2 separate regions of the Gossypium hirsutum genome follow, and region 1 is linked to region 2. A link is a contact called in public Hi-C data. All regions are on one chromosome and are shown on one strand. The core of a region is the stretch at or near the end of the contact, and the rest is flanking DNA. Distances in the headings are between cores, read along the strand shown.

What was found. A called contact is a pair of places that touch in the nucleus more often than the background predicts.
Region 1: a contact with region 2 is called in a Hi-C map of leaf, with 3 times the contacts expected there. The contact joins the enhancer-like site here to the promoter of LOC107945305 in region 2. A contact is called at or near these places in 10 of 34 Hi-C or Micro-C datasets (callus, fibers, hypocotyl and 1 more).

Annotation. Positions count from the first base shown.
Region 1 is chrD12:13,602,225-13,605,184 of Gossypium_hirsutum_v2.1, reverse strand. No RefSeq gene overlaps it. Among protein-coding and RNA genes, the nearest start is that of LOC107945302, 24 kb to the left of the region's middle. Within about 2 kb of position 1,609, at least 8 of the 9 cell types and tissues checked have an H3K27ac peak or open chromatin away from gene starts, as enhancers often do. A contact at or near this core is called in fibers, hypocotyl and leaf, where this site is marked.
Region 2 is chrD12:13,448,642-13,451,969 of Gossypium_hirsutum_v2.1, reverse strand. LOC107945305 (serine/threonine-protein kinase SRK2I) reads left to right here and starts at 1,531. Exons shown (of 9, transcript XM_016879263.2): 1 at 1,531-2,092; 2 at 2,442-2,516; 3 at 2,617-2,718; 4 at 2,804-2,857; 5 at 2,951-3,043; 6 at 3,320-3,328. The coding sequence starts at 1,916.

The DNA.
Region 1 (2,960 bases), core at 360-2,859, 150 kb before region 2:
ATTGAATTCTGCATAGATACAAATGCAAGTAACCTAGGTGTAGGAGCTGTTCTCTAACAACAATGACACCCCATTGCCTTTTTCAACAAGGCCCTCAGGTTGAGACACCAGGCATTGTCCATTTATTAAAAGGAAATACTGGCAGTCCTTCTTGCTGTCAAGAAATGGCATCCCTGCTTGATTGGCTGCCACTTTTAAATCAGAACTGACCACTAAAGTTTTATATTCCTTTATGATCAGCAGGCTATTCTCTTTTTTAACAGATATGGGTGGCCAAGACGTTAGGCTATGACTTGATGTGATGTACAGGAAGGGTAGAAGCAATGTGCTGGGAGATGCCCTTTCCAGACAACCTTCAGGCTCAGCTGGACAGTTACTTCAAATGGTTGGCAATTCAATTATCTCTGAATTGTTAACTAGAGTGCAACACTCTTAGCAGGATGACCCCAAGCTGAGTATGCTTTGTCTTGACTTGCAGCAACGATTCCCTGCTTTTGATCCTTAAGGACAAGGATCCTTTCAACCTTGGAAATATTTGTTATGGACTGCTTTATTTTCTGTTATTTTTTTAGTTAAAAGTGATATTTAGTGTCTAAGTTTAAGTTAAATGATGAGTTTTTGTTAAGGATTCAACGGTGCGTTTTGTTAAGTGTACGAGAGTATTAGTCGTTAAGTGAAATGATGCATTTCATGAGCACAGCTATTAACATAATAGCCTTAACCGATTTTCAAAACGTCTGTAACGCTCTTATTGACCTTTTAGCAGTGAAGGCGATATGGAAAAACAGTTACGAGTTTAGTTATAGAATGAAAATCTTGTTGCCTTTCTTTCTCTACCCTTTGTTCTCTTCTCTCAACTCTTTTTTCTTCAATCTTCTGGAAAACAACCGTATCAAAGGCTTGGTCAGAAAAGCTAAAAATTGAAACCCGTAGGGTATGGATCTCATGTTTTGGTATTCCTTTACAAGCATGGTGTCCCTCTACTTTCCGAAGAATTATTAAAAAGTGGGTGAATATGTTGCTGTTGACGAGGATACTCTGAGCCCTAAATCTTTCCACAAAGCCAACTAGTGACTCCTTACTTAAATAATATTGATGAGGTTATTGAATTACGAGTTGGTAATTATTCTTTCATGGTTTGAGTCTCTGAATCTGCTACTTTCATTTTACCAAATATCATATGCAACTGAGAGATCGAACGGGTGTCTATGTCTTCTGAGTCTATAAACAACGGCGCTAGGACAGAGGTGGCTGATGGCAAGGAAGCTGATTAGATCGATTCCTGGGATGGATCTCCGGTGAACATGGGAGAATGGGATGGCCTTGGGAACAAGGAAAAGACTCGGAATATTGATGGGAGCTTTTCTGAGGACATTAATGGGGAGACTGGAGCTGGTATGAATTATTGTGTTAAGGCGGAGCATGAATAAGTTTGTCAGGAGGTGACATTGCAACTGATAGACAGGATTAATGATGATAAGGTTGCTGGGGAGACATCTTGGGGTGGATTTTATGATTGATGACATTGGGCTTGACATTAGAGGATGTCATTCTGGGCTTTGTAACAATAGTAAGGGAGGTAATTTGGAAAGGATTGTTAATAAGATGGTTTGGGAACAGGATTGTGTGGACGATATTGGGGCCTTGAACTTTGTTGTAGGCTCTCCTAGGTCACACTCCCCTGTTAGAGTTTTATTGGAGAATAATCCTTCTAATGTGATTGAAAATCGACATAAACAAGTTTCCTTTCAAGATAACACATCAACAGTGTCGCCGGAGGAGAGAGTGTGCGGGGAGGTGAGAAATAATGAAGATTCCCCGTGTATCAACGAGGATTCATAGGTTGATGATTGTGGGTTTTCATTGAATAGGAAAGCGATAGAGCAGCTGTCTGGTATTCATAAAAAAATAGGCAAGAAAAGTGAAATCTTTATATGAAGTAGAAGAATGTAGGTTGGCTAAGCTGGGGGCAAAGGAAAAAAAAAGGAAAAGATAGAAAGATGAAAAATAGATTTCCAAAGCCTACCTCACCAAGAGGGAATTTCGCAAATGAGTCGTTTATCTGATTCGGATTTTTGTAATCGTAAAAAGGTAATTCGGAAAGAAGCGACAGAAGCATGGGAACTTAGGAAATTGTTGGGATTAACTGACGATCATTAGAAAGTGACAGAAGATTCAGGAATGGATGAGTTTTATTGGTAAGGTGCTGACTTGAGAGTCGGTGATGATTCATTAAATTAATGCCATGAAAGAAGAAGATTTATATTGATTTACGTCATGAAGTGTGCTGAACTGAATTTGTTATGGAAAGAGGTTCTTTCATGGAAACAATTTATTGAGGGGCAGTGGAGTATTTAAGGGTTCTTTGATGGAGAAAGGAGAGGAGTGTATGTGCTTATTTTAAAGTTGATGTCTACAAAGAGTGTTGGATTTGTCATTTTTTTTGTTTGTGTTGGTGGATTTTTTATTGGAACAGAGAAGTTTTGGGCAGAAGCCAAGTTAGTGATATTAATTTGTTATGATTTTGGATGTGTATGGTCTAAGTATATGCTCCTAACGTGGTTCAGGAACAAGTTTTGTCCATGGAATGAATTGTTGAGTTTGGAAGTAGTTGTCGAAGGAATTATGACATGTTTTCGTGGAGATATTTTCGCAGTCAAGAAAAAAAAAGAAGATGGCTATTTTCTTTCTTGAAAATATTTCATAGGTTTGGGAATCTGTTTCAACATTCTGTCTATTTGGCATGATTGGTTTTTAGTGAATTTTGATGGCACGAGGCATTGAGGTTGATTTGGTGTACTCCCGTCAAGTTCACATTTAAGGTGCTAAGACGTTAAAGTCATTGTTGAGTTTGATGTTTTGGTTTTAGGCCAATTTTGGTTATCTTATGTTCTTTGTAGGGAATACCATTTTTTTCATAAGAGAAAGAAAGAAAGTGAGAAATGAATATATCAACAGCT
Region 2 (3,328 bases), core at 282-2,781:
ATACTATATTTAAAATAAAAACATAACAATACTATTATTTTACTATCCATTAAGATTTTTTTTTATTTCTAGCAGGTGCCGTTATCATTTAAATATGATTCAATATTTTCTTGTTAAAGAATCATTATTTTAATATTTTATTATTTTAAAAGTATGTCTAGCTTACCAATGTCAACAAGCTCCATTTTACATTAATATAAATAATTATTAATTGATAAGCAATAATATTTCAAAAAAAGAAAAAGGAAAAATATTCACAACTGTTATTAAATATCAAATAATAATTTAAGGCAAAAAGAAAATCAAATAAAAATGAAAGTGGGATATATCAACTAATAATAATAATGGAAACTTGTGCGCACCTATAAAAATACTAAAAATTTTTATACTAGATTGAGTGCTAAATCTTAATTTTAATTGATAAACAGTTGTAAATTTAATAAAGTAATAATTAGTCTGGTATATAATTGTAAAATTAATTGATTAAATAATTTTTAGTTGATAAGCATAATATTTCAAGAAAAGTGAAAATATTCACAATTGTGCAAAGTAAGTGGTATTAACTATCAAATAATAAAAATAGATTATTTTTCTTTTTGTGTGTGAACTTGTCCATTAATACTAGAATTATTTTGATACCAATGTATCTAGTTGAAGTGTTAAATCTTAATTTTAATTAATATAAAATTATAAAATCAATTAAATAATAATATGTATACAATTGTAAAATTAATTAAATAATAATTAATATGAAATGATAAGTGTAAATTAATATGAATACAAAGTCTATTTTATTTTACAGTTTAAACTTAATCGTGTTCGGGCGGAAGAAATATTCAGAAAAATCTTTTAAAAATGTTGACTCCAAAATTTGAATTTAGTTCAAATATATGAGGAATAAATCTACTTTCATAAAATATTTTTTAATTTTAATTGGGAATTTAATAATATAATGGAGAGTTTGGTAAATTATAGATTATAAATGAGTTTGACATAGTTATTCATTGTGCGCATGGAATCTATCCTTATCATATGCCAGTTTTCTTTACTTGGAAAAATACTGCTTGGAAGTCAGAAACTTTCCTTTGTTCCCAAGGCCGTTTTGCCCACGAATGGGGACAATCTATTCCACCCGATTTTACCAAAACATCCTTTTCAGGGAATTATCCTATGCGTGTTCTACACGCTAACTCTCATGCTCTCACATGCTTTTCAATTTCATCAATTAAAAACGCAATCTAATTTCAATATTATTATAGATGATATTTTTAAAAAAATTAAAATCTATTTTTAACAAAAAAAAAGAAGAAGAAGAGAGAGCAGTTTCTAGAAAAACAAAAGGCAAAAAGATAATCATAAAAAATGAGATGGTTGCGTGTTAATTTGGACAATGATAAAGCCAAAACCGTCCGATCAGTTTTTACAGATAAAAGACGGCATAAATACCGAATAAAAATTGTCTTAGCATTTTGCAAAATCACGTGACTCACTCTGCTTTAAAATATTATCCAAATAAAGGACATTTAAGTCATTCTATTTTCTTATCCAATAATAAAAACTAATCAACAAATAATAAGACAACCATAAAAAGAAGCCAATCCTATTGGTTACCCACTACGCAACAACCTCGAAACGACGCCGTACTCCTCTTATCCTCCTCTGCCTCTACCAGATATTTCCTTGGCATTATCCCCCCCTTCCTCTTCCCCAAAAGCTCCGCTCCTCCCTGAACCACTCTTATCAATCGCCGATCAACTAATAACCTTTCCTTCCCTTCTTCTTCTTCTTGTTGTTATTATTAACCGACTCGTTTAACTCAGTGATTCGTCCAAGAAGCCACTGAGTCCGGTGATGTGGTCCTGAGTTCTTTCTTTGAAGGGGGTAGAATCAGAAACTGAAAAAAAGAGAGACAAAAATGGATCGAGCAGACTTGACGGTCGGACCGGCTATGGATATGCCGATTATGCACGACAGTGACCGTTACGATTTCGTTAGAGATATCGGATCTGGTAATTTCGGAGTTGCTCGACTTATGAGAGATAAGGTTACCAAGGAGCTCGTCGCTGTCAAGTACATCGAAAGAGGCCGTAAGGTTTAGCTTCTTATTTCAAAAACAACGATCTCTTTCCTTTCTGTGCTTTTGGTCTATTTATGGAAATATACTCATTTCGATTATTACGATATTTATTGAAGATAATGTTTTCTCTCTTCTTTTTTGTTCCTAACTTGTTGCAATTTATTGTCGGGAGTTATATTAATTTTGCTAATTTCGGAAATGTTTTATTTGGTAGTATAATAATTAATTATCAATCCAAAAAATAAAAGAAGATACCGACTTTTCTGTTTTCCCAAAGCTCAATTACTTCACTAACTTCTTCTTCTTTTTTTCCTTTTAATTTGTAATTTTGGCATTAAATTTGTGCTACCTTGTCGTTTTACAGATAGATGAAAATGTTCAAAGAGAAATTATTAATCATAGATCATTGAGGCATCCGAATATTGTTAGATTTAAAGAGGTAACGTTAGTTCTTGACTCAGTTTACTGTTATTTATAATATTTTTTTGTAAAAATTAAGGTAGTGTTTGATGAACTAACTATAGACATTGATACTTTAGGTTATTTTAACACCTACTCATCTTGCCATTGCAATGGAGTATGCCTCCGGAGGTGAGCTTTTCGAGCGGATTTGTGCTGCGGGTCGGTTCAATGAGGACGAGGTTTATTTTCTTATATTTAGCATTCAATTTTATGTCCCCCTTTTGTTTTGTCTTTAACTTGTATATATCCGTTATTTTGGTGCAGGCTCGGTTCTTCTTCCAACAGCTTATATCCGGCGTTAGTTATTGCCATGCGATGGTAGTTACAATTTATCCATTTGTCTATGCCTTGAATTGTATTATGTGTAACCTGATAGGTTATTTTGTTTTTGGTTTGTTTTACTTGGTGAAGCAAGTATGCCATCGTGATTTAAAGTTGGAAAACACTTTGCTAGATGGAAGTCCAGCTCCTCGGCTTAAGATATGTGATTTTGGGTACTCGAAGGTATAGTCCTTTGTTCTTATCTTATCATTCGATGAGGTTACACTTATACTTTGTATAATATGGAACTTTATGAACTATCTTTGGTGATTTGGTATTTATTCTATATTGTTTCATGGATTCATTGTTTTAAAAAAAATCTTGAGCACATTTGATTCTGTCCTGGAAATAGTACCACTTATTATATTTGATGGAATAGATTTTTTTTTTCTGATTATCTTTATGGTTATTGAAGATCATTTTCATGTTTATGTGTTTGATTTTTGTTCTTCTTCTCAGTCTTCAGTT